Linked DNA regions of Mus musculus: region 2 is linked to region 1. A link is a contact called in public promoter capture Hi-C data. All regions are on one chromosome and are shown on one strand. The core of a region is the stretch at or near the end of the contact, and the rest is flanking DNA. Distances in the headings are between cores, read along the strand shown. Region 1 holds the start of Fbxo7 (F-box protein 7). Region 2 holds the start of Nt5dc3 (5'-nucleotidase domain containing 3).

Region 1 (6,158 bases), core at 2,239-4,738:
TTCACTGGTCACAAGGTCAGCAGGTTGTGCACTTGTGTGAGTATGAAAATGGAAAAATGGGAAGGATCGGGAATCTGTACTAACTAGAGACAGGAAAAGAACAGAAAGTAAACCTGGAGAGGTAGGGTGGGACAATAAGGGATTTTTCTCCTCTGTGAAATAACACAGAATAGAAAAATTAGCGTCAAAAGAGACAGAGGTAGTACAGAGCAAGAGAATGCCACAATGAAGATGCAGGAAGCAGACAGCCTGAAAAGTAGAGTAAAGAACAGACTGGCAGCCTGTGGTATAAGAAGTCACTAGGCACAGGAGACCAGTGGTCCTCTGAGGAGCAGAAGAGCTCCTGTGGGGGGGCCATGCAAGTTAGAGTGCTAGCATATTAGTGCAGACATTCAGCAGTTTAAAAAAAAAAATGTTCAAGCAGGGCAGTGGTGGGCACACCTTAAATCCCAGTACTTGGGAGGCAGAGGCAGGCCAATCTCTGAGTTTTAGGCCAGCCTGGTCTACAGAGTGAGCAGCAGAGAATAGCCAGTACTACAGAGAAATCCTGTCTTGACAAACCAATCCAAATCAAACCAAAAATGTTCACAAAGGGCACAGTCTACAGTTTACTGATGCTAGTCATGCTGACTGGTGTAGAATTCCTCTGAAGAATCAATATACCTTATCAATTACTCTATCCCATCTCTTCATCTACAATACCCACCATACTGTCATCAGTCCAGGCATCAAATGGGGTGGCCTGTCCTTGGGATGAATCAGTCCCTTGTTCATCTGGGATGTTAGTCTGACTTGGGGTGGCAGCCAAAGAAGGTTGGTCATTATCCTGGAGTGAGGAATGCTCTGTATCTGTAGATGAAGGTAAGTTAGGTGCCGGCATGTCATCTTCAAGAACCAAACATATCAAGTCCCCAGAAACAATCCCATATGAAGCCAAGGTCTCTTCATCTCCAGTGAGGGCATCCTTGTTGTTCAATGTAATTGCAAATCGGGTATCAGAACTGCCAAGAAAGATGGATGAGCATAGTAAGAGCTACCTACCAATATTCCAAATAATACATTTGGAATACATTAAAGTACATGCTATGTTCCCAAAAGCTCTATATAATATTTTAAAAAGAAAGAAAGAAAGAAAAAGCAGGAGACAAAATTACTTGTTCTCATCAAAAGCCTGGGTCATAGACTTGTAACTGGAGCTTTAGTAGGCAGGGAGGCGAATCAGTAACCTACACTTCACCAATTCTAAAGCACAGACTTTGCAGTACTCATCATCTCTGACCATGAGGAGCTTCTTAAACTTAACACATCAACCAGTTTAACCCACAGCTTTGCTTCCAGCTTTCCATCGTGCTGGGGCTTCAAACTCCAGTGTCAGGCTGGTGCATCAAACGCCTCAGCCAACCCGCCAACCCCCAACCCCATTCATTTTTCTTAAGACACATCCATTAAAGAGACATTACTGGAGTTAAAACTATTCCTACTCCTCAGGAAATAAGATGCTCTGATGCTTGCAAAATGTTCTGGTCAACAACAAGCTGAAAACCTGCCAGGGGCCCAGGGACACACCATGTCAACCTTGGCAGAAAGGGGACTCCCCAAGCAAACAATTCGTTCTGTAGATGGGATAAGGAGCGGTCTGTTTAACAGAAATGCCAGTTTTCCCTCCCACTTTTCTGAAGTGTTTTCCAAGGCCCTATTTTCTGTCATTTTGGGGGGTCAGGTGATTTTACCAAAAATAATACAATTCCAGAAGCTTGCATATATACATATATGCAATCTTTGATCTGCTTACTAGAAAATACTCTTTAAGAATAACAAATGTGTCACATGAACACATTTTAAAGCTTCTCTTCTGTTCCCTAAATGAACAAAATTTCAGAGAAATGAGTTTACTTTCACAAGCTGAGGCTTAAATTCCATCCACCTAACCAACTGCAACTGTGAAAACAGCATGCAAGAGAAACAGAGCTCTTGGGTTTCCAACCCTTTCAAAACTGCCCTGCTTAACTGAGAAGTAAGACTACTTGTAAATACCTTAAAAATTGAATTCTCAAAGTGTGAGGAGAGATAACTGTTATCAACATTGAAAACACTTGGTTTTACACCAATAAGTAACATGTGGGTAGGTCACCATTATATGGAAATATATATTATATATAATACAGCAACATATTTTCTTTTAATATGAAAAAATGCTCTTTTTTTAATGGTTTGGCTAACATTATTATCTTATTAGACAGGGTCTCACAATGTAACACTGGCTGGTCTGGAACTTGCTATGTAGACCAGGCTGACCTTGAACCCTGCCTCTTCCTCCAGAGCGCTAGAATAAAGGTGTAGCTCAGGCTCACTTAATGGGGGGATGGGAGCAGGGAGGAAGGGTGAAAAAATCTATTCAGGGTCTCACTTTGCTTAACTCCCTACAAATAAAGTGAAAAGGCTTATTTAAAATGCCAATTAATGGGAAACGTTTTTCTTTGAAAATTTTTCCCTTTAGAAGCCCCAGAGCCCATCTTTTTAATTTTTTTTTTCTTCACTAGTTCAAATTTCTAGCTCAGCACTTGAAGTGGGTCGTCCATACAGTTATCTCTCTATGTCCTGAAACTATCTTCTGCAGAAACACAGACGCTTCATCTGCAAAAATTAGTAATAGAACCCCATAAATTAGTAATAGAACCTAATCCTTTTTCAACTTGCCATGAAACTGTAAGCTCTCTAGGGTCATGCCTCTATTCGTGAAAAAAAAGCAACATTCTCACCCAGAGAATGCCCGCTGACAGGCGTACTTCCTGAACCCTTACAGTGAGAAAGTGAGAAAGTTACAGTTAGGTGCAGTCTGCCACTTGCACGCTCAGCTGTTTTTAAAGTTACTGTAGCCTTGGGCAGTGGCACAAATTACAGTGACCTAAGGTGTCAAGACTTTTGTCACCTTGAGCACGATGCTTTTCCGATTTAACCACTGAACTATCCCAACCGCAGAGGTAAACTCAAGTTAACACCGGGAGATTTAACGCAAGCCAAGCTTCCCGAGTTCCCTTCCCGCCCTCGGGGCCGCAGCGACCGAAACCCCGGAAGTGACTACTCACCGGGGAGGACAGCGGCACCCGGGGGAGGCTGGGCCATGGTCTCTCGGAGCCGGACCCCGGCCAGCACCCAGCTGCCGAGCGTCACAGTCACAGGCGCCCAGTGCAGCTACACCCGGGAGGCCCGGGCCTCACGTGACCGCTCGAAGCGCGCCATCCCCCGAGCCCCACGACAGCGACGCGGCTCACCTGAACCCCAACGTGGGCAGCAGGACCTGGCTGAGGTGCGCGCGCAGCTGCCCGAGCGTTGGCTCCGACTCCGGCACCTCGAGCGGCTGGGTCCGCTTCTGAAGCCGCACGCGCAGCTTCATGGCGAGAGTCGGACCGCAAGCTTCGGTCGGCCCCGGGAAGAAACCGAAAGCAAGGAGCTCCGGGCCTGCGCTCCCGAGGAATCCCCAGCGCTCGCCGCTCGGTCGACTACGCCCCCTAGAGCCTTCCGCTCGAGCGGAGGGCCGAGCGCCTGCGCTTCCCTATCGCTGGCTCGGCGCGCGACATCGCCACCTGGAGGCGAGGCGCGCACGGCGCAGGCGCTGGGTTTGCTTGGGCGCACTTGAGTCTCTACGCTTCTGCTTCTGCTTCTGCTGGGGTGAGCGAGTTTGTTCCTTCCCTCCCAGCAAGCAGGATCTTTAGCTCTGGAAGGAATGCTGCCAACAGTGTGGAGACATGACAGACGGCCCTAACCTGATGTCACTGGTTTCCGTGCCCAGAAATGAACTGCTCTATCCCTGTCATTAGAGTGCTCAGACCTGCCTGAGAAATAATGTACACAGGTCCCCTGTGATGACTAAAGAAAGTTAATGTGGAGCCAGGGATCCCTTAAGGGCTGTTGGATGCCTGGGAGGTACTAGAGACCTGCAGGTGAGATAAGAATAGGATAATGGCTGTGAGGATAGTAACTGCTGCCTTTGCTTCTTTAAAACTCACTATCGCTATGGGAAAGGGATGAAATGATCTTTTAATTACTATATAGCGGGAAGGTGAGAAACAACTGAGGAAAGTAAAACAGTTTTCCTGCCCAGCTTGTATTTCGTGGTAAGTTGTAATATACACCTTTCTGATGTCCAATTTAAAACCCCATCTTATCCTTAGTCCCCCTTCCCTATGGAATGCTGTTTGGGCTCTAAAGCTGCCTTCCTTCTGCTAGCAGTAAGCATAAACTCATTTTAATATAAATTTGAATTGAGCCTAAGTCTTTGGTTTCTCCCAATGGATTTGAAGGCCACAACAGTATAGCTCTTCACTTCTCACGATAAATCTTGATAAACCAGACTGCCTCCATCTCAGGCGTAAAAGCCATCTTATAGTAAAGACAAACTAGGTTTCTCAAGGATTGGGCTATGTCCCACCTGTAACCTTAGCTACAAATGGCTCTGTACTGCCCCATGCCTTTATTTTAAAAGGTTATTATGGTGACCCTGTTGTAACCACCTTGCAACCATGTCTTTGTTTCAAGAGGCTGTTATGACCAACTTGGTATGCTTATGTTCTGCTTCGGTAATACATGCCTATTTGCCTGCCAAATCCTCATCTGGAAACCCCCTACTCCTGAACTATTACAATCTTACCTTACCTATGTCCAGCCCATGTATACATACCAAGAAAAGCTTGATTAATTAATTTGGCCATGATGGTTTGGGGTTGATGGTCTTTCTCCTCGAATCTGTGGGACTGATTTTTTTTTTTCCTGTGGGATTAACAGCATTTACTTCCTTTCTTCCTTGGCGCTGCCCTTAGGAACTTGAAGCTGAAGCCAACTCCTTTAGCCCCTTCATGTTACCACAAAATTTAAAGCAGCTTTTAGTTGTTACACAGTGTCTTAGTAAAATCTTTTGCTGCATATCAATTGTCCTCCAAAGCTTACTAACCCACATCAATAAACATTTGTCGACCCACAAATTCTGTAGATTGGGAACTTGGGTACAGGGTGGTTAGGTAATTCTGTCTCAGGGTCTCTTGCCAGAGCTGCCTGAAGACTTGACTACACATATCATCAAACGATTGGCCCCAGTTTTTCACAGATTTTTTTTTTCCAGAAATCTACTTGAATGTCCACATAACATGATAATTGGATTCCCTGAGAGTAAGCGACCCAAGCATTACCAAGACAGAAACTGTGAAGTCTTTTACAACATAGCCTCAGAAGTTACATATTTATTTCCATCTTTTTTTTTTTGCTACAAGCCAACATTTTAGTATAAGAATATCAAACCAAAAGCATGAATACTGATAAATAAATCAGATTGGTTTGAGACTGGTTGTAATAGAAAACCAATCTTTATGAAAGAGGATATTCTTGAGCTGGGCAAAAAGTTTGAGACACATTCTAGAATACATGAGAAGCCACTGGAAAGTTGTGAGGGGGTCTCCAATATCACGGTCTTTAGTTCTAAACAGTGGAAATTGACTCTGGGCAACTACCCAGGAAGGGGTGAATTAAAGGGATGATATATGGCCCAGCAGATTCTAGGAAGGACTGGAGAAAACTTATAACCACACTGAAGACGTGTCCTGATTAGGAATATATCAAAGTTGGGTCTGCGGGAAATTGCTGTCACCACTGCTAGGGAGGACTGGGGAGTGACTGACCCTGTCTCTGCTACCCTCAGATTCCTTGTGGGTTTTGCTCTGTCCTGCACCAACAAAATGACAAGCTTCCAAAAGATTCTGTTTTCTCACCTTACTTCCCAATCAAGGGTCTATATGGGGTGCAATCTGACTAAGGAAGTTTGGGCCCCATACCTGAGTCCTCACTGCAAAAGAAACTGAAAATCAGAATCTGACTCCTTTTTAGGAGCTTATTAGAATTTCCCCAGAAGTGTAAGGAAGGTGTTCAAAATTTGAGAAGAAGCCATGAATTTGACAGATGTGCACTACTAGGGCCATGCTCTAATCTGAAGTATATATATGACTTATAAAAAGGGTTGGCGGGGGAACTGTTGTGGTAAATCTCCAACCCAAATATGCCCTGGCAATGAAAACACAACTCAATTAATATGAATACATGCTGTGCGCCAAGACTGGGCAGATCTACCGCTACACTACCATCTTTTCCATAGAAGAGACCACTTAGAACTT
Region 2 (6,158 bases), core at 2,725-5,224, 760 kb before region 1:
CTTGCTGGGCTTTTTTGTTTGTTCATTTGGGTTTTTGCTTTTATTTGTTTGGTTGGTTGGTTTTGTTTTGTTTTGTACGTCTGTCTGTCCAGCAAGCCTCAGCAATCCTCTGGTCTCCCCACCTGCTAGCTGGTGGCTCAGTGAGGCGCCCCTGAGCCTTTTATGTGGGTTCTGGGATCTAAAACTCAGACGCCATGCTTGCAGGAAGTTCTCTTGCTTACTGAATCACATTCCCAGGCCTCACAAATACCTAATTTCTGGTGGACTATCAACTTCTTTCAGCCCTGAACTTTGAATAAACCCTTCCACATCCCTGAATAAAGTCTGTGGCGCTCTACAGTAACTCAGAGTTTACCTTCTTCCACTATGACCTCACCAAAGGGGTGTGTATTCTAATGAGCCCAGCTAGAGCAGATTAACTCCTTTAAAAAGAAAGTGAGGAAGAGGGAAGAGGGAAGGAGAGAGGGAGGGAAAGAAGGAGGGAGGGAAGGAGGGGAGGGGAGGGGCGTGGGGAGGGAGGGAGGGAGGGGAGGAGGGAGAGGAGGAGGGAGGGAGGAGAAAGGGGCTCAGAACAGAAGCAGGCTTTATAGAAACTATAAGTTTCTCTGTATATCCAAAGCTGACTTGAAAATTTTGTTTTTTAATAAATTTCAATTAAAATGGAGAGAAACAAGGACTGAGGAAGAGTGCATTATAACAAAATCTAAAAATCACACCCCTTGCCTGGCATGCATTTCAAGGGCTGGGCCTGAAACCCCTGTTGTGATTACAAAAGGGATCAAGTGACCAGGAAATAAGATTCTTCTGTCAAACAGTAGGAAAGTAAAACCATTTTATCCTGAGGAGATTACTGAGGGTGGGGGGTGGGGGTGGGGGCAGACTTCTGTGCGCTCACACGTATACACACACATACACACAGCCAGTCATCGATGCAGCCCCTATCCCTCTTCCAGACTCCACATCCCTGTCAGGCCGCTCCACAGTCTGGCACAGGCAACAGATACTGGGCACCTCGGCCCAGATTCACACTTGAGAATCAACAACCTTAAAACCCTCTGCTGGATACTTAATGCCTGCTCACATGGGCACAGACATCAGCTGGAGGAGGGTAGAGAAGATGAGGACTCAAATGAGACAAAAAAGGCAAAGCCAGATTAAAATCCCTGAGTTTTCAAAGGTGACATAGAAACTCCTTGTGAATGTGCACGAGGGGGGATGGGGGGTGCGGCACACCATGAGCCAAGCCTGCAGTGAGGGGACCTGCGCATAAGTAGCAACATCTCAAGGGAATGGGCTTAGGCAAAAAAAAAAAAAAAAAAAAATGCTATGTTAGGGCCAGGTACAGTGGTGCAGGACTTTAATCTTAGAACCAGAAAGATATCTGTGAGTTCCAGGCTAGCCTGGTCTACAAAGCAGAGTTCCAGGACAGCTGGGGCTATACAGAAAGACTTTGTCTCAAAAACTAAAAAATAAAAATAAAAGAGGAGGAGGAAGAAAAGAAAGAGGAGAAAGAAGAGAAGAGAAGGAGGAGGAGGAGAAGAAAAAGGAGGAGGAGAAAGAGGAAGAAGAGGAGGAAGAGGAAGAAGAGGAAGAGGAAGAAGAAACACCAAGCTATGTTATCCCCTTACTGCAACTAAGGGCCAGAGAGGAAGAAACTCAGCTTTTCATGCTCCGGACTTAGCACCCCAAACCGACACTCCCCAGGACTGATCTCTGTCTACAACCCAATACTGCTTTATTCTCAGAGGCTAACTGGGAGGGTGGGGGGACTCATTACACCATACCAAAACTCTACCACGTCAGTAATATCCCCATTTTCTGTATGGGTGAACAAACTTCAGGACCTTTCTAATTCTCACAGGCCACAAGGGGTAAACCCTGTCTAAAATATCAAGAGAGAAGAAATTTTACCTCTAGTTTCTTCTAAAGATGCAATTACCCTTCAACCTTTGGAGACTGGCTTCCTACCCCCACCCCACAGACACACTCCACAGTGTAACTCCCTAAAATATACATTTTTTTTGTATGTTAGATGAATGGTACTCTTCTTTTTATTGTTAAGTATTGTTCCATAGTAGGTACATACCAAAACACTGAGTCATTTAACCATAGCTCACTCCTCAAGAGGACATGTGTGAATTGTCCCAATCCCACAGCCAAATGGGTTTAAATATTGTATAGGGGTTTCTGTATTTCATTCTCTCCATACATGTCAGTAAAGTTTTTAACCAAAAATACAGAATAGCCTGGCATAGTGGCACACACCTTTAATCCCAGGATTCCAGGAGAGAGACATGAGATCTCTCTGAGTTCGAGGCCACCCAGGTCTACAGAGTGAGTTCCAGGACTACAGAGAAAAATCCTGTCTTAAAAAAAACAAAAAACAAAAACAAAAAAAACCAAAACAAAACAAAACAAAAGAAAAGAAAAACAAAAGACAGGAGTAGTGAGTGGTTCGTGTCTATAACTCCAGCACTTGAAAGACTGAGGCAGGAGGATTGCTTCAAGTTTAAGGTTACCTTAAAACCCTGTCTCAAAAAGACCAAAAAGAAAGAGGAAACTAAGCAAGAGAGAAGAGCTGACAGGGCCCTGACAGGACACACGTTTGCCTGGAATGGTGGTTCCCGCCCGCCTGGAAGGATAGAACACACAGGAGACTCATGACTTTAAGGCCTGGAATACACAACCCATCTCAAAACACTTGCCTGGCCAAAACCAATAAGCCACTCTTTCAAAGAAGTCTCCATTGCTTACACCTCGGAATGTGTTGTGAAGATATTCCAGGTGGGTTTTGTTTCACTTGAACAGGCATGTGGCCAAAGATGCAAATGGAAATCCTACAAAAACGTTCCCTCACCAACCCCCTTCCTCATGTAGCACCCTCCCCAAACCACCCCCTCCCCAAATCCCAGTGTCCTCTGACAGCTTCAGTGTCTGTGCTTCACTGGCCCTTTACTCCAGGTTCCAAACGTTTGACTGCAAGAAGCACAAAGCAACACACAGGACAATGGATTCCCGACCCTGAGTCAAAATCAGTTTTTGCTTAGGCCCCTTGCTCGCCCTTCCCGTCTACATAATGGACATGACCCCCTCCTCCGGAGGCTATGGGCGATTCAGAGTCGACATCAATACCTGATACTATTATAATCTGGTTCCTCTTTCCATTCCTTCTCCGATTCCCTAACCGCCCAGCCAAGCTCTTTCTCAGTTCACCTGACCACAAGTATTCCTCTTCTCCTCGCAGAGGGCGGTGGATAACCAGACCACCCTCCCCTTTCAAACAGCACATTTTATCTACTCCACCCTGCAAAAGGGAGACCGGCTCATCCTCCTGACCCAGTCGCCTGCGCTGGAGCCTGTCTAGGACAGCGCGGCAGCAAGCTGGGCTGCTACTACCATTCCCAGGGTGAATGACACCTAACGGTGTTTGGGGGAATGTCTTCCTACCGACGCCCTTGGAACTCTCGCAGCGGCCCAGAGCACTTGCGATGTACACTCCAGATTTAACAATCCCCAGGTATGAAATAGCTTCCCCGGCGGGGGAAAGCCAAAAAAGAGTTGCGAAGTTTTAGAGTCGCCTTCCCCGCGGGGGCCGCGCGACAGAGGCAGGGTGCGGGGGACCCGAGGGGTCCTCGAGTGGGCGGCGCAAGCTGGGACACGCACTCACCGTCCGTGCTCCTCTTCGCCTCGTGGTAGCGCGCCCACAGGTAGCTTTTCATGTCCACGGCAGCCGGGGCAGCCGGGGCAGAGCACAGGCGCCGAGCGCAGCCCGAGCGCGGTCGTTCTCGAGCCACGGCCCCGCCGCAACTCCGCAGCCCTGCCGCCGCCCTCGCCCCGGCCCCGCGGGCCGCCGCTGCCACCGTGGCCATGCTGCCTCTAAGCTGCCAGTGGCACGGATGGCCAGCGTCGCGAGGCTCCGGGACGCACGCCGGCAGTTCCTACGTCTGAGCAAGTGCCGGCGCGGCCCAAGAACCACCCACGGTGGGGCGGAGCCGGGGGCGAGGCTGGGGAGGTGGGCGGGTTCTAGAGGGAAGCAGGAGGCGGGGTCAAGGATTAGGCTAGGAGCTGCGGGATGGGTGGGGCCTGAGCTGGGTCAGGGGCGGGGCCTGGTTGGAAAGAGGAATGCCCCGGCTGAGTAAAGAATAGGGTCTAGAGAGAGAATGAGTTGGACCATCTCGATTGCGTCAGAGGCAGAGTCAGGGACCGAACCTGGGGAGACAGAGCCGGGGGCCTAGGCCAGTTAGAGGCTGGGTCAGGTGTGGGCCTGTGGAAATGGAGTGGGACGGAGTCTGGGTTGAGTCAAAGGCGGAGTCAAGGGCGAGGCCTTAGAGAAAGCGGGTTGGGCGTGGCCGGAGCTGCCAGGGCTCAGCGCCCGGTCGGCTGCGGTCACTTCCTGACCCGCGAGGCAGGAGGGGGCGGAGGGTGGTTGAAGTCACACGGGCTAGGATGACTCATCTCCGACCCTATCGCTGCCAGCAAGACTCTGCTCTACCTTCCTCTTGCCTTCCGTGGCGGGCCCCAATTCTGATTGCACTGATGAGTGTACGCACTATCCATCTCTGATCCCAGTCTCTGGAATGCGACCCACTCCGTGTCAAAGGCTTCTGCAGGTATCTCCTGGATCTCAGGTGCCTCTCTGAGACTGCCCTGAGGCTGAGCTTGGGCCTATCCAAGAGTTGCCCTTTAAAGAGTTGCTGGGCCGAGATTACACTCGAGGTCTAAAGTCGTCTGCAAGATCCTGCCCCTGAAGACTCCCGATAAATGTAAATTTCCTTAACAGTGCAGGCCTCTGGAAAGCCGGGTTCCCACCTCCAGAGAGGTCCTCCGGACATGATTAGCAGTCTCCTGCCCACGCTGGCAGCACGCTTGGTACCTGTTCCACTCACTTGCTTAACTGCACTTATTCCATGCCGCTCCTGCGGGACTTTCTATCACCAATTCAAGACCTACCTGAGAAACACTGGGCCCCAAGAAATTCCCAAAGTATCCCATGGTGACCACTGAGTAGGGGGGGGCGGTTATAGTGGGAATGGCTAGAATAATGAGAGGACAGACAAGGCACAGTGTGAGACAACCCCAAGCATTAGCGACTCAAGTTGTGGGCTGGAAGAGTCAGATGTTTTTGTGGAAGGTGATGACACTGGAGCTAGTCCCTGACTGATAATGAAAACCATTAATAGAAAGCTGGCTGTATATTTTATCGCATACACTCTTCCCAGCTGTCTTAAAAGGAACGTACCGCGTCTCTCCTTTAAACACAATGAAACCGAGGCACAACAGAGGTGAGATTGCTTGCCTATCGTCACAGAGCTGAGTCCCCTCTTCTGTTGGGTGGTAGGGAGGACGGTAGCTAGAAAGTAATCCTTAACTGTTACAGGTTAATGTTTTATGGATCAGTGATAAAATTGGAGGACAATAAAATGTGCAAATCGATATGCTATCAAATCCATGGGCTCTGGTCATTAAAAGCTTCCTTTATGACTTGAGGACATTTCACTTCCTATCTTTTCTTATTTTTACTAATAAAAAGTTTTGGTGATAACAATCATCAATTTTACTTAGGTGAATTTTTAAGTCAAAATATACTATAGAATTTTTTTTTAAATTACGATTGGTAAGAGTGCTTCTATATATTCTCTTAGACTATAGGACCCTGTGGAATCACGATTGTTGTACTTACCATAGAAACGTGGATCACTTGAAACCCACCCTTTGTAACTAAAACCAGATACAGCGTTATAAGAGAGTAAGAAAACTGAATCCCCAGACCTGGATAGTGACCACTCCTGCAGAGTTAAAAGAAAATATCTGATGAAAGAATCCAAAATAGGTGCTAGGGACCTGGCGTAGTCTGTTAAGAGCTTGCGAGCACGCGCCAGCACTGCTATAAAAAAATGACAGCCAGTTCCTATGGCCTCAGCACAAAGAACGGAGAGACAGGAAGCCCCCTGGTGCTCACTGACTACTAGGCGAATAGAATCCCCGAGCTCCAGGTTTCAGTGAGATCTCAAAAAATAAGGGGGAAAGCACGAGAACACTGACATCGACCTCTGACCTACACACAAACACGTGTGTGCACACTTGTACCACACACACACATACGCCTTTCAAGAGAAATGAGTAAAAACTCAAAGTACAAAACAGCCCAAAATTATTTT

The links. Promoter capture Hi-C pulls out the DNA fragments that hold promoters and counts their contacts.
Region 2: a promoter capture Hi-C map of pre-B cells shows a contact between it and region 1. The contact joins the promoter of Nt5dc3 here to the promoter of Fbxo7 in region 1. A contact is called at or near these places in 21 of 39 promoter capture datasets (the 3T3-L1 cell line, 3T3-L1-derived adipocytes, the C10 cell line and 13 more), 3 of 484 Hi-C or Micro-C datasets (CD8 T cells, the G1E-ER4 cell line and embryonic stem cells), 5 of 115 datasets of contacts at active chromatin or transcription factors (bone marrow-derived macrophages, embryonic stem cells, extraembryonic endoderm stem cells and 2 more) and 2 of 9 other capture datasets (adipose tissue and liver).

The regions. Positions count from the first base shown.
Region 1 is chr10:86,019,259-86,025,416 of GRCm38.p6, reverse strand. Fbxo7 (F-box protein 7) reads right to left here and starts at 3,488. Exons shown (of 9, transcript NM_153195.2): 1 at 3,273-3,488; 2 at 707-1,001. The coding sequence starts at 3,394.
Region 2 is chr10:86,776,821-86,782,978 of GRCm38.p6, reverse strand. It overlaps Nt5dc3 (5'-nucleotidase domain containing 3), which reads right to left and starts at 3,974. Exons shown (of 14, transcript NM_175331.3): 1 at 3,668-3,974. The coding sequence starts at 3,869. Ttc41 (tetratricopeptide repeat domain 41) reads right to left here. Exons shown (of 16, transcript NM_001003910.2): 16 at 6,136-6,158. The coding sequence ends at 6,158.